Linked DNA regions of Mus musculus: all the other regions are linked to region 1. The links are chromatin contacts, called in public Micro-C and promoter capture Hi-C maps. All regions are on one chromosome and are shown on one strand. The core of a region is the stretch at or near the end of the contact, and the rest is flanking DNA. Distances in the headings are between cores, read along the strand shown.

Region 1 (4,931 bases), core at 1,597-4,096:
CTCAAAATACAAAAAACAAACAAACAAAAAACCTTCAAATCATCGTATTGGTTTTGTCTTACTATAATGAAACGTATGAGAATAAGTAAAAGAGGTTTACAGCTTTGGAAGCTGAAAGTCCACATAGCACCAAGCTCTGGCTGTGCCAAGCTTTGGCAGTGGTCCCTGTGGTTTCATCAGCTCATGCAGATTGTACCACAATGGTAAGAAAACACACAGAACTTATATCCTAAGGCAGGATGCCAAAAGTGTGGCTGTGAACTTGAGTACCACAAGAACTGTGCAGAGAAAATCTCTTGTGCACTGTGTGAAAGTATTCCTGTCTGTAAAATAATGCTGTTTAGCCAATGGGCTCAGACAGATTAGAAGGTGGGACATCTGGCAGAGAGAGAGAGAAAGAGAGAGAAGAGAGAGATGCAAATGTCACGTGTCCAATTTACATCTATAGATAAATCTATATATTTACATAAACAGGTACAAAATTATAGAGAGAGTATTTACTGAACAAATGGCATGGGAAGAGGATGGCAGTTATAAAAAAAGTGGCCTTTTGTTTTAAAATTTGAAGAATATATTTATATAATACTTGCTAAATTTTAAATTTGTGAATATACTAATCATCTATATGAAACACCTCTAAAACTTCTAGATGATTAAAAGCTATGCAAACTACACTTGAAGCAAGATAGAGATTCACACAAAGACCACTATGGCAGTGTTGCTACAGTTTCTGTGCTGCCTGGATATTTAATAGAACAAGCCTACATAACTCACTGTCATAGTCAATGATGTACACACATTTCCGTGTGATTGTGTTTACATTAGTTTCAAATAACAATATATTCAGTTCTAACAATACATTGTTGAGGACTTTGAATTTGGTGTTAGATGGCTGTTTCAATACTTCCTTTACCAGTTTCATCTGTACTCCTCAATACACAATAAAATGAGACTTTGACACCAGACACCTACTTTGTGAGATTCTGAGGAACACGCATCACGAATACTCTCAACCTCGCCTTTGCCTAAGGGAATTCTAAGTCACCCAGCTCTGTTCCTAGATTTAGTTCTGCAGAACTAGGCTTAGGTTTGGAAAGGACTAAAGAATTTAAGTTGAAAATGGCAAGTACTGTTTTGAAAGAAAAGCGATTAAGTTTAACGTCCAGTTCCAGTCAGCCAGATTCATACACCTCCTATCATGAAATAGAGAATGGGAGAGACATTTTGGGTTGGAAGGATGATGGAGAGAAAGTCTTTGGGGACAAAGTCTTTTGGAGATGTTTACAGCACACCAATAATCCAAATCCCCACCTTGCTTTAATTGTCCCCCCATCTCCCCCAACACACACCGCTACATGCTTGTTACAACAGGCACATACTGCCATTTAAGTGCCAGGCATGATGATAATCCCTTAAGCATGCACTTTTCTCATTTCACTTTGGAAAAAAAGTGGTGGTTGTGGGGGAACCGCAACCTTTGAATACGCTATTACTACCATTTCAATTTTAGGAATGAGAAATTAAGATTCTGGAAAATACAATGACTTGAATACACTAGTGAAGGACTCAAGACCTGAAGCCAGGTCTTTGAGACTCCCTTTATTCGGCAAACTTGACTAGAGCATTTCTGGACAAGGTGTTCTAGGACCCCAGGGAACTGACCATGTACCAGGCAAGGGCTCTTTTCTTAGGGAGTCCATCTTCTGGTTAGCCATACAGGACCCTAGAGAGCGAGAGGTTATGACCACAGTGTAACTGGCATTGATTCGGAAGTCACGATCCCAGGGTTACCTTAAGGCTAGGCAGGTCTGGTCCGCAGCCCGGAATCCGGGGAGGGCTGCGCCTCACTCACCGCAGGCACCCTGTCCGTGGCCACGGGCACTGAAGGACCCGCTGGATCGCCCTCGACGACTGTTGGCCCCGCGACACGGCCACGCCCACGCTCAACCCCGCTTCTCCCGGGCCAGCCGCGCGGATGCCCAAGCTGCAGCAACCTGTGATTCCAATGCCATTCCCTCCTGCCTGGGCCGAGGGCACACAGATGTTCGCATCCTACTGTCTGAAGGAACCACAACCCCCTCCCACCTCCATGCCTGTCTACTGCCTGAAGAAATCCTAACGCCCCAATCTCCTGTCCGAGGAAACTCTACCGCCCAAGAGACCCCGACGCCCTGCCTTCTGCCTGAGGAGACCCAGATCCCTGAGAACCCCCTCCCACCCTGACTGTATTCTCCTAGTGGTGCTGCTGGGCTGGACCGTGACTTTCCCTTTCCTAGCTGTGGGCTGTCGCCTCTGAAAGGTTCCTAGACCTAACCTCACTAGGGCTTGGGTTCCTCCTGCTGAGAGCAGAAAGTAGCACTTTCTCTTGGTGACAAGAGTGAGATGGGGAGAGAGCCCTGAAGAGAAAGAGGAACTTGAATCCCGCTGCGAAAGTGAGATTCTTGATGTTACAGCCTCAACTGCTTTGAAACACATTTGTCCAGAGATGAGCTTCAGGCCAGCGACCCCGGGGCTCAGAGCCCCAAACTAACGCCTACTGTTTGCTGGACGCGAGCAAGGGCGTGCTGCACGATCAGTGGCGGATGCGGAGAAAACCCGCAGGGGCAACCCATCACGCACGCTCACCCCACCCTACAAGCGCTTGCCCACTGGAGGTGAGACCTGCGTGGAGTACTGCGCAGACGCACGATCCGGAATGTTGAACTGGGAGGGGTGCACGCGCTACGCAGAGCGCCCTCTGTCGGAGCTGGGCAACATGTGCCAGGCACTGCGCAGACGCTGAATCCAGAGCTTAGGCGAGGCTGAGCCGGCCGGGGGCAAACCCGGGGCACCTGCAGGGGCGGCCCAGTGCGCACGCGCGCTCCGACGCGCCCCCCCACCCCCTCCAGGAGCCGGAGCTTCCTGGTGCGTTCTTCCACCCGCGCCTGTCGCAGGCGCCTCCTCTCTGCCCCGCCGCCTCAGTTGTCAGCTTCGGCCGCAACCGCCCCAGCAAGGCTGGAGCAGGACCGGGAGTCTAAGGGAGGGAACCTGGCGAGAGAGCTGCGCAGACCGCCGCCACCCTGGCGCTGAGGGTCGGTGAGTGTCACTAGGACTTGTCACTCGCGCGCTAGCTCGGGGCTCTGAGATTTCCCGTCCTTGCCCGGGTCTCCACTCTGCCAGCGGGCAGCGCCCCAACCTGGGGCCTCCGAGCCCCTGCCTATCGCCGGGACCTGCGGGCTCGCGGACTGACCCTTCGTATTGCTGCAGGTGTAGCTGTCTTGGCGTCCTCATGCTGGGTGTGTCCCCGCTATAGCGGGGTCGCGGGGCTCGCAGGAACCCGCACAGACCGCTGGGTCGTTACGGGGTCTATTGTGCGGGCCTGGCAGGTGGACAGACAGCCGCCGCCCTCAGGCGCTTTGCGGGCTGCGACACAGCAGGCCGGCGGAATGCTCCAGGCTCAACCGGCCAGTGCTGGTCCTGGATGGAATTCCTCCCAGTTCTTCAAGCTTCAGCATCTTCGTTTTCATGAACTTTAACGTAGGGTTCAAGGGATGCTTTGATAGGGGTTGAAGTTGGCGAAGCCCTCAATGTGCAATACAGAACTCGGAAGGGGGAACCACAGCAACTACAGCAACTGTGCTCTGGTCAAGTGTCTCGGTGTTTGGTGTTGGTGCTCAGAATGACCGACCCCGAACTTCGACTAGTTCCTGGGGGTCAGGGCTCCAGCCTGGGGGTCAGGTCCCTGGTACTGCACGCTTGAGCTTTCCCTGTGTGTGGCCCATTTGGGCTTTGTCTTAAAAGGTATTTCTGTCTGTCCCTTTGCCTCCAGGCCTGAACGGTTCTTGTATCATAAATAGGGACTTGGTGTTTGTAACGTGAGGAGCACTCAGGAAATGCTCTCCCAATGAGTGACTGGGGCTTTGTAGTAACAATGTGGAGACCCAGGCAAGGCTTAAGGAACTGAATTCTGCCCCTGTCTCCTAAGCAGCCTTATTTCATCCAGAGAGTTTTGTTTGGTGTTGCCATTTGTAAGCTTGAAAAGACTGAAACCATTTTAGAAAGCTTGCCTCGTGGGAAGTAAGAGACAGGGTGGGGAGAGGAAAAGTTGATTTTTAAAAAAATGAGTGTCATGGGAATCCCCCTCACCCACATTGGTTTGAATTGAGCCCTTGCAAACAGATAATATCTTCCTCTAGGGCAGGCGGCATTCCACCATTCTGACAGAACAGCCTTTCAGAGCATGACCAGGTAGCTGGAGTTCTTCTTAACAAGCCACTAACTTTCCCTGTTACATTGACCAGGCTGTCACATAGAAACTATTTTGACTTGGTCTTAACTGGGAAGGCCTTAGTTTGGCCTTTATGGGCTTTATGGTTTCTCCTTCAGCCCTGCTTCTGGCAATTGGCAGGGGGTTCCTTTGATACACTGAGTCTGCCTAGAGCCACATTCTAGAACTCTCAGGTACGTTCATCAGTCTTCTAATGCGCAAGGCTCCAGGCATGATTCTGAGTCACTAGATGATCCCTGCCCGTAGAGATCTTCAAATGGCACTAATTTACTCACAAGAAAGTGGCTTCAATCAGAAGCAGGCCTGGCCAAATGGGTCAGTGAATTAAGGTGTCTAACAATCAAACCCGACAGGTTGAGTTAGATCCCAGTGACTCACGAGATAACAGAGGGCCAGCTCCAGCAAGTCGCCCTTGACCTCCACACAGACACCATGGTACATGCATGCCCCCCACCACAGCACAGAGAAATAAATACCGTGTTTGGTTTTTATTAAAGAATGGGCTAAGTGGTACAGGACACATCCAGAATAGATGCCACCCGTGTCTAAAGGAGTAGGAGAGCTGAACTGAGAATGCAAGATAGAGTTGTTCCAGAGAAATGTTCATGTGCCCAGCCAGAGCCTACAGTCTTCATGGGTAGGCCTCAGACTGAAGTTTCTATCT
Region 2 (4,931 bases), core at 770-3,269, 670 kb before region 1:
TCCACCTCTCTCTCTGCTGCTGGCATTTCTCACTTTTAGCTACTGAGGCTGGGAGGATGGGACACTTGAGTTTCTGCGTCATTATTCATTCTGGGGATCTTCTGTGCAGTGTTCTAAGGCTGCCTGGCCTTTGTTTTTCTCAAAATATCCTGTCCCAGTCCCAAGAGTTCCTGCTGTGGCCGGAGGTAACTCACAGGACAGACGCACCCCTTCCTGGTCAGACTTCTCTCCAGCCCTGGAAGGGCAGGTGATAAGTTACCAAGGAATTTTCTACCCTGAGACTTCCAACCTTTGGCCCCTGAATCCCATCGCCAAGGTTACTGTGTACTCTCCCTACAAAAGGTCCCAGCTGTGCTGTAGACCCTCCTCCCCCACACCTTGCACACTTCCCTGCTCACACAATGCTTTACTAAATAAAACATGATTTTTTTTTCTTACAATGTGTCTGATGTCTCTTGGTGTTCAGTACAAGCCTCGCTAGAGTTAGAAGGCGTTAATGGTCTAAGCAAGCTGCTCACTGGTTGGAGACCTCTCCCCCCACAGTATACACACCCTCTTTTCACAGACCAGAGGAGGCTCAGTTACAATGTGCTTTTATTCACAGGTAGGGTAGGGGGCTGAGTAACTTGGATTCAGGTGGTGCTTGGGCTAGACTTGACCAGCTAAAGCCTCAGTATTAGGTCACAGTCCACATCTTACTTTGAAGGCAAGGAGGCTGAGGTCCAGGTTCCAGAGTAAGAAAGTCCAGGAGAGCAAACCACAGCAAAATCCTGGGAGGCAGCGATAAGCAGGGTACCCAGTAACTGGAGCTTTCTCAAGGTTGCAACCACTACAGAGGGTTAGCTCAAGCCAGACCAGCTGAGATCCCCTAAGAGCCAAGTCCTGGCCAATAAGTGAGCTTCGCAGGCGCATGGATTTGATGATATAAGGATGTAGCCCAATGCAGGGCATGAAGCCGCAGGTGGAAGCTTCTGGAAGAAGCCTCAGCCTCACACATAGTCCCTCTTATCCAGTCCCGAAGCACCTGAACGGGAAGGGATGGAGTAGCCCAGCCTGGGGCCGCGGGGACGCTCAAAGTGTGACGGGGGACACGTACAGCAGAGGAGCCCTCCCCCTAGCATGAGCAGGGCAGCGGCAGCCCAGCCCAGGTAGAGGGAAGCCCCCAGTTCTCTCTTGAGGGCTTCCGCAACCAGTGGGTTATAAAAATCCTGGATGATGGCATGGGCTGTCCAGCAGACAGGGATGAGCACCAAAATGCCCGAGAGGAGGAGGAGGACCCCTGCGGTGAGTACGATACGGGCCTTGGCACCTTCGTCCTCCACACACGTGGTGCACTGGGCGCCCGTGATAGCCACCAGCAGGCCCAGCAAAGCCAGCAGGAGGGCCACGACACAGAGGGCTCTGGCTGCCTGCAGGTCCTGGGGCAGCGCCAGCAGTGAGTCGTATACTTTGCACTGCATCTGGCCAGTGCTCTGGACCACACAGGACATCCACAGCCCCTCCCATACCACTTGGGCCACAACGATGCTGTTGCCGATGAAGGCGGTCACCTTCCACAGTGGCAGGGCACAGGACACCAAAGTTCCTAGCCAGCCTAGCACAGCCAGGGTCATGCCGAGGAGTTCAAGGCCAGTGGAAGCCATCTGCTCCTCGGGTCTTCTCAGCTCTTGGCCTGAATCACTCAATAGGGTTGGGAGCACTGTGTTGGAGTTCGGGTGCGTCTCACTGCTCAGGAGGGGGATCTGTTGATCTCAGACCAGGCCAGACCTCACAGCTGCGGGCCTCTCACACATCTGGTACTCACTGAATACGAAGAAGTCCTTAGGTCCCGCTCATCTGTATTGCTTGTGTCCTCCTGGAAGCCTTCACCCATTACAGCCCCTCCAGATCTGCCATGAACTAGGAACAACCGCGTTCCTCTCTGCTGGCTGCTCACGTACTTTCTTGGTTGAAGTCTTCTCTCAGCTGGTATACAGCTTGTCTCAAAACAGGGAACCGTGAGGTGCCACTTGGGACGTCTGAGGGCGCTGGCTGCAGGCGGGGTTTTAAGGCCTAGGCAGGGGAGGAGCCCAGCAAGAGACCTGGAGGCTGCTATTGGGTAGCATAAACCGGAGCAATGGTGAAAAGGGGATGGATGGGGGCCCTCGGGGTTAGTTAGGGTCTGGTGCCAAGACCAAATGGAAACTCAAGAACAAAGAAATTCCAGGAAGATGGGACAAACAGAAAAGAGGAGAGAGAAGTCTGTTAATTGCCTTGGAATGGACAGAGGAGCTCTCAGCCTGAGACTGCCCCCTCTTTGCCACCCCTCTAATTCACTCTGTCTTGGTGGGGTAAATACTGCCCCCCTTATCCATCATTATATCCCCTCCCCTTCCCCCATCCTTTCAGGACTCTGGAATCTGATCTGTCTCCAGTCTCAGCTCAATAACCCTGGCAGTTCCTAGGGAAGGGGCCCCGCCTACAGTTTCCCAGACAACAGGTGCCTGGCGCCCAGCTCAGGTGGCATTACCAGGGCAACAGCCTAGAAAACTATCCCCTCCACCCCTCACACATACACATGCACACGATTCTACCCCAGCTCAGGTGTTTCCACTCCGCCCCCACTGCCGAAACTAGGGGAATGAGCTGAGCGGCTGAAGGTCTCTAGTGGCCTGGTGATAAAGAGCCTTTTGTGGAGATGGGGAGGGGCAGAAAGAGGCCTGAAGCAAGAAGGGACAAGGGAGACCCTGAGCAAAAGTCACATGAATAGCCAGCCAAGACCAGATGTCACAGAGGTGGGCAAAGAAGCAAGGCCCAGAGGGTTAGAACGTCCCTGAGCCCTTACTTCCAGTCCACAGAAAACACTCATGAAAGTCTCCACCTCAGAGTACTACTGCCTGCCTGCAGCTCAAATTCTGATTCTAGAGTGGTCAGGGAGGGCCAGGCGTCTTAACCTATTTGGATCAGAGACTCGGTTGAGAAAACTTAAAGAGTTTGTATGGGATGCTTGGAACAGAGAACTTAACAAATGAGCTCTCAACCAATATATGCATATTTCAGTAAGTCATGAACAATTCCTTCCAGGGGCTTTTTTTTTGGGGGGGGGGGTGAGGGTCTCTTCATAGCACTGTCTAGCCTGGATCTCATTATATAGACCTGGTTGACCTTGAACTCAGAAATCTGCCTTCCTCTGCCTCCTGAGGGCTAAATTAAAGGTGTCTTGCCACCGTGCCCGGCTGCTTTTTTTTTTTTTTCTTCCCAAAACAAGGTTTCTCAAACTCAGAAATCCACCTGCCTCTGCCTCCCAAGTGTTAGGATTAAAGGCCACTGTCACGCCCAGCTAAAATATATTTTTAAAGACTTTATGTGAGTACACTGTCACCGTCTTCAGACGCAGCAGAAGAGGGAATTGGAACCCATTACAGATGGCTGAGTCACCATGCGGCTGCTGGGATTTGAACTCAGGACCTCTGGAAGAGCAGTCAGTGCTCTTAACTGCTGAGCCATCTCTCTAGACCCAAGGGCTATTATTTAAAAGACAAAAACTGCCATGCAGGCATGGTGACACATACATACCACTCAGGAGGCAGAGATGGGTGGGTATCTGTGAGCTCAAGGTTAGACTGATCTACATAGTGAGCTGCAGGATTCCAAGACAGCCAGGGCAATTACAGGGTCAACTACATAAATAAAAAGAGAAAGAAAAAAGAAAAAAAAAAGTAGCTGGGCTACTTTAACCTCATCTTTAACCCCAGCACTCGGGAGGCAGAGGCAGGGAGACTGCTGAGTTCAAGGTCAGCCAGGACTACATAGAAAAACCCTGTCTCAAAAAAAAAAATTAATATACTCCCAATGGCACTTATGCAAGCATCCACAGGCAAGTGCACATGTGTGTGTGTGTGTGTGTGTGTGTGTGTGCATGTATGTGTGTTGTACAAAAGTGTAGGGCTACACAGTGAAACTCTTATCTTTTTTAAAAAAAGGAAGAGGGTAGAGCTAGAGAAACAGCTCAGCAGTTAAGAGTGATTGCTGCCTGTATTAGTCAGGGTTCTCTAGAGTCACAGAACTTATGGATAGTCTCTAGATAATAAAGGAATTTATTGATGACTTACAGTCGGCAGCTCAATTCCCAACAATCGTTCAGTCACAGCTGTGAATGGAAGTCCAAGGATCTAGCAGTTACTCAGTCTCACGCAGCAAGCAGGCGAAGGAGCAGGAGCAAGAGCTAGACTCCCTTCTTCCAATGTCCTTATATTGTCTCCAGCAGAAGGCGTAGCCCAGATTAAAGGTGTGTTCCTTAAACTCGGAGATTCAATCTTCTGGAATCCATAGCCAATATGGCTCAAGATCTTCAAACCAAGATCCAGATAAGGATCTCCAAGCCTCCAGATAAGGGTCACTGGTGAGCCTTCCAATTCCGGATTGTAGTTCATTCCAAATATTGTCAAGTTGACAACCAGGAATAGCCACTACAATCCACCCCTTGTCAACTTGACACAAATAATATCTCATGTTCACATGAAACAATAACAAGGTTGTAAATACGCCTAACATGATATAACTATCCCTCGTACAATCGCAAACGCATTAGTAAATTTACAATGGGCATTCATATTACTTTATAATCCTCGTTTCTGCAACTGGTTACGTGGCCTTAATTGGTATTTATAACTACCTTCCTCTACTACCCATTCTGTATTTCCTTCTCCTTCAGCCAGCACCTCAGCAGGTCTTGGCTCTTTTCCTGGAGGATTGACCCATACCTTCATTCCTGATGGATCTGCGTTCTTTGTCATCCTGCTTGGATTAGGCTGTTGTAGTTTCCCATTGACTTTAATCACAGGACATGGTAGTACTAAGAGGCGCCCTAAGGGATCTCCTACACTCCAGACATAATCTTGCTTACCACCATTGTGAAGAGGTAATCCAATTTCTCCATGGTAATCTGGATC
Region 3 (4,931 bases), core at 1,234-3,733, 610 kb before region 1:
CTTGCCAACCAAAGGCTCGAAGCCGGGCACTGGTGGAGGGGGCAGTGAGAGCTCTCCAGCCGGCTACACCTGACAGTGCAGTGTAACCCATCAGGGCAGCTGGGCGAAGCCACGGTCTGCAGGCCAGAGTGCAGTGGATGATGGGCAGGGCTCCTGCAGAGAGAGGGAGGGAGAGAGGTGGGGGGAGAGGAGAGGAGAGGAGAGAAAGGGTTTAAGTCCAAATTAGCTGATCTTCCCAACCCACAGCTCCCACCAGTGGCCCCTGCCGCCACCTCTCTGGGGCCCTGGCTCACCAAGGGTGTTGACAAGGCAGACTCCACACATATCCAAGGCAAGGAGCCGGGTGTACACAGGACTGCCTCCTTGGTGGCACATGAAGAGGTGATACAGCACAGAGGCTGCAGGGGGCACCAGGCAAGCCACACAGTGTGTACCTCCTAGCCAGCCATCCTTGCCCAGCTGACTCCAGGGCATGGTCATTGGCACCAACACCAGGAAGCCCAGCAGGGCTAGCCCTAGAAGGGAGGGAGAGTTATATATCAGACACAATCAGCATAAAAGGAGAATCATATCCACAAAGGTACCAACTGGAGCCAGGAAAATAGCTTAGTCGGTAAAAGCTGTTAAGCCTGACAACCTTAACTTGATCCTGAACTCCACATGGTAGGAGAGAACCAATTCTCACAAATTGTCTTCTAACCTCCACATTCCTGGGCAGAAGTACACCTGCCCACCCACTCATACACTATGAGTATGTTTAAAAATAAAAAAACTAAAGTGGCCTGACTATGAAAAACAAACGAAAGTCAGAGCAAGGCAGAGTTCAGTGCTGCTGCCTGCCCACACAGAGCAGGTCTTGCGGGCTACAAACTTTCAGAAGGGTTACTGTCTGTCAGGATCACTGCAGATCTAGGAAGCAGAGACAATAAGCCCTACTTTGCAGGTGCAAAAACTAGCTTGGAGTAATCTGTCCCAGCTGAGCCCAGCGAGTAGGCAAAGGAGAGAGGATGATGAACCAGGGCAGACCAATTCCTGGCTAAAGCCACAGTTCCTCCCTGCCACACAGGAGGCCAGACCAGGTCTGTCTTGTCTGTCTGTCTGTCCGTCCTGCAGAAATCTGGAGAAGCATGACCTCAGCCTGAGTTCTGATTAGGACAGGAGGGACATACCAGCCTCAGGGTTACTTAACATTGTCAAATGTCCAGGCAGATGGAGGCTTTGGGTCTTTTTGTTTTCCATAAAGAAAGCCAGGAAAGGCCAGAATGAGGGGAAAGGACTGGAAGAAGCCTATCCTGTCTCCACTGGGGCGCTTTCAGCTCTGTTCTTTCCAGTGCTGGCCTTTCTTGGACATTCCTCCCTTCCCCACAACCAGTTGGCATTGCCTTAATAGAGGACAAATGCAGGCATCAGCCCCACTCTTGGTGGGGGTCTGACTAGACAATAGCGCTCTTCCTCTAGAGAAAAGCCCAAGTCTAAACCTAGCTGGCTCTAGTTCCCTCTCCCAGCTGGGGCGGCTCAAGGACAGGCCAGGGCTGTGTCAGCAGAGCTCTAGGGGCCCGCAAGAAGTGTGTTGGGGGGCGGGGTGGGGGAAAGCGGAGCCCCACGGTACTGCTATGGTCGTGGGGACTCAAGGCTATCGCGAGGAAGGGCTTGGGTCAGGCAGGGGCAGTCTTCTCTCCAATTCCTCCTAGCCAGTGAACGCCCATCTCCAGGATGAGCGCTGGAGGGGGAGGGTGCCCAAGGCGCAGGATTATCAAGGGGATACCAGGATTCTTACCCCTAGAGCTCAGCCGGATTAAGCTGGCTCTCACTCTGCTCCCCTGTCCTGCTTTGGGGCACTACTGGGAAAGCAGGAGCTGGCAACGAAGCTTGGGACAATGGCAGCTTTGTCACCGCGGCGCCTGACCCAACCAGAGCAGGGACAGTCCAGGACTTGAGCTTGGGGGGCTGCTGTGCTCACAGGCAAGGCGGCCGCGAGTGCAAGAAGCGTGAATCGGGGCGCGGCTCACCTACCGTGTGTGTAGATGTTGCCCAGCTCGTTGTGTAGGTAGAAAAGGCTGCGCAGACAGCCCGAGCCGCTGCTGGCCGGCCGGTAGCCGGTTAATACGAACTTATTGAACTGCAGGTGCGGCGGCGAGCTAGCCCAGTCCAGGAGACGAGGCCCGGTCAGGAATGCCATGGCCTCACGCACTGCGGCCGACCGGCGACCCTCTGCGCCTGGGCTTCCTTCTCAGTGGAGCTGCAGCGCTGGGAAGCTCATCCCGATTCACCTCCGGCTATCCGGTGGCCCTGCCCGGGTCAGCAAGGAGGTCCCGGCCCCCTTCCCTCACGCGCTGCGCACGCGCGAGTTCGACGCCCCCGCAAGGGAGAGAAAGCTGGCAACCCCAGGTCGGAGCTCAGTGCATTCAGCTCCACCGTAGCAGAGCGGCGGAGGGAGAGCTCCGGTTGGCCGCAACGGCAGCCAGGCGTCTCGCCGCAGCCCGGAGGACGGGCGCGGCCGGACGCCGGAGGGGACAGCAGGCTCCACCCCGGCTCCTCGCCCCCGCCACCCTGCCTGTGTTTCGCGCGCTGGATTCCTGACGTTCTTGTTGCAGGGACCAATGGGCTCTGCGGACGGAGATGCTCCGCCCCGAGACCGCCCATGCCTTCTCTTTTTAACATATGCGGTTCCAGCCTTCTTTGCGTGGAGTGGCTGTTGGCTTGCGACGCGAGTTTCTGTGTCGGGCTCCTCCACTGGAGTGGCCTAGCACCTTGGGTCTACCAACATTATCACACCCCAGCTTTCTTAATGACCTTCAGGTTGCCGCACCTTTGGGCACCTACCTCAAGCACATAACCCGGCTACCCAGCTCTAAACCCACAGTCAGACTCTGTCCAAGGTGCTGCTGGCTAAGCGCCCCACCACCACCCCCCACACCCCCCAGAAGAGTCCTGAGCAGCGCAGGCGCTTACCCACTTTGGAGGCATATTTCCATTGGCGGGGAACCCAAGCGTCTAAGATGTGTGGTGCACCTGGAACCCTTAGCGAGGCCCAGCCCTTCCGGCCAGGCTGCTTCGAGCTTGGGTTCCACCCAATTCACTCCCTTTTATCGCCCACAAAGCACACCCTTAGCCCTGCCCAGTACAGGCAAGGAACGGGCAAAGGCAGGAGACCAGGGAAGCAAGGTCGGTTCTCTTCTACTCTGGCAGGGACAAGGAAGGCGCTTCTTCCTCATAAAACTACCCAAGACCAACTTCCACATCCTCTCATAAGAAAGCTCACAGTGTGGACACCCAGCATCCCACCTGCAGCCCCCCTGCCCACACCCTTATCGACAGGTTCTTCCTCGCGCAAAGAACTTGCTAAAGCCTCTACCAAAATAGGCCTTTTATTTTAAGTCTATACTGAGTCTTTAGATCACTTTTGTTTTGTTTTTGTTTTTGTTTTGTTTTGTTTTTTGAGACAGGGTTTCTCTGTATAGCCTTGGCTGTCCTGGAACTCACTTTGTAGACCAGGCTGGCCAGAAATCCTCCTGCCTCTGCCTCCCGAGTGCTGGGACTAAAGGCATGCGCCACCACGCCCGGCTTTAGATCACTTTTGTTGGCCCCTAACCTTTCATCGAGGGCAGCAGTCCAGGACCATCCCCAAAAGAGGCGCAAAGAACCCTGAAACCAAACACCACCCATCACATCAAGGTCCATGAATTAGGGTGTTGGATTCCCTTTGTCCTTTGGCTTCAGTCATCTGGACCCCAAGGGTCAGGCCAAGTTCCCAAATAGCACTGGATGCTTCCTGTCCGATCTTCTGGTCTTCCCGAGATGATCAGAGACCGAGCTGCTTTTAAAGGGGCACAAGGTCGAGGTAGGGTGCTGCATAATATCTCGGGTGTCCATCTCGCTGGCAGAAGTGGTGATGGACTCACGTACGTCTGGGGTCAGAGAGCAGAGACGAGCGAGCGCAAGGAGCTCTGGCTGGAGGCACTCAGGGGACGGTAGCCCGCAGCAGGACCCTCAGCCTGAGAGTCCCCTGGGGGACAGGGCAGGGCCACCCCTCGGGGCCGGCGGTACCACACAGCCCAGCTTCTCCCGGGGCCCCGGGAAGGTCCCATGGCCAGAGACCCTTTTCCTGGAGCCAGCAGACAGCTCCTAGGGAGGGAGCAGACGTCAGCTGGACCCATACCCAGCCCTGCCTCTAACATCCTGCTCTGCCTGCAAACCAATTCTCCCACGGCCTCGCCCACTCAAGAACCCAGGGCCTTCCTAGCTTCGTCCCCCAGCCCAGGCTTCCCACCGGAGACCCCACACCCGAGGCACGAGGCATCAGGCGCCCAGTGCGGGCTCTGCCCTCAGGCCCTGCCCCAGCGCCCGCACCGTCGACGCAGCAAACGCAGTAGGGACAGGAGCAACAGCAGCAGCACAGAGAAGGCCGTCACGGTGGAGAAGACTCGGGCTGTGGGCACAGGGGTGTGATGAGGACAGGCCTCCGAAAAGCCACTCCTTGTTTAACTCCCACCTTGTAAATCAGCCTCACCACCTATCGAAGCCTGTGCAGCTCCGGGCTTGGGGCTGCAGCTCGCGTTAGCCCCATCGGGGTCCCCTGCGAGACTCTCAGTTGAATCCTCTGGAGATGCTCTGCCCTCCACTGTATCCTGCAGCCCTGCGGAGAGAGGTGTGAGGCGAGGTGGCCAGGAGTGCGGTTGTGTGGGCGGCGTCAGAAGGACTGGCCCCTGGCTCACCGCGGTAGGTGAGCGCGAAGCCTTGAGCATGGCCTCTTGCGTCGCTGCGGAAGGTGAGCAGCAGCGCAGCAGTGCGCAGGCGCAGCGGTCCCGGAGGCGGCGGATGGGCGCCGTCGAAGGCACGGAGTAGGTTGCCGGACGAGACGTCGCGTAGCTCCAGCCGGTCTCGAGAATCAGCCAACTCGAAGAGGCGGAAGGTGAGTTCTAGCACAGCGC

What was found. Promoter capture Hi-C pulls out the DNA fragments that hold promoters and counts their contacts. Hi-C and Micro-C count contacts between places; a contact is called where the count stands out from the background.
Region 2: a promoter capture Hi-C map of pre-B cells shows a contact between it and region 1, with 3 times the contacts expected there. The contact joins the promoter of Cldn9 here to the promoter of Abca3 in region 1. A contact is called at or near these places in 1 of 39 promoter capture datasets (pre-B cells) and 1 of 115 datasets of contacts at active chromatin or transcription factors (pancreatic cancer cells).
Region 3: a Micro-C map of embryonic stem cells shows a contact between it and region 1, with 4 times the contacts expected there. The contact joins the promoter of Paqr4 here to the promoter of Abca3 in region 1. A contact is called at or near these places in 3 of 39 promoter capture datasets (cranial neural crest, pre-B cells and stem cell-derived epiblast-like cells), 1 of 484 Hi-C or Micro-C datasets (embryonic stem cells) and 1 of 115 datasets of contacts at active chromatin or transcription factors (pancreatic cancer cells).

Annotation. Positions count from the first base shown.
Region 1 is chr17:24,349,177-24,354,107 of GRCm38.p6, forward strand. It overlaps Abca3 (ATP-binding cassette, sub-family A (ABC1), member 3), which reads left to right and starts at 2,847. Exons shown (of 33, transcript NM_013855.3): 1 at 2,847-3,075. Abca17 (ATP-binding cassette, sub-family A (ABC1), member 17) reads right to left here and starts at 1,883. Exons shown (of 31, transcript NM_001031621.3): 1 at 1,792-1,883.
Region 2 is chr17:23,682,007-23,686,937 of GRCm38.p6, forward strand. It overlaps Cldn9 (claudin 9), which reads right to left and starts at 2,020. Exons shown (of 1, transcript NM_020293.3): 1 at 578-2,020. The coding sequence starts at 1,643. The coding sequence ends at 990. Cldn6 (claudin 6) reads left to right here. Exons shown (of 3, transcript NM_018777.4): 3 at 1-440.
Region 3 is chr17:23,737,847-23,742,777 of GRCm38.p6, forward strand. Paqr4 (progestin and adipoQ receptor family member IV) reads right to left here and starts at 2,484. Exons shown (of 3, transcript NM_023824.3): 1 at 2,014-2,484; 2 at 294-515; 3 at 1-153. The coding sequence starts at 2,179. It overlaps Kremen2 (kringle containing transmembrane protein 2), which reads right to left. Exons shown (of 10, transcript NM_028416.2): 7 at 4,716-4,931; 8 at 4,511-4,636; 9 at 4,351-4,429; 10 at 3,353-4,125. The coding sequence ends at 3,915.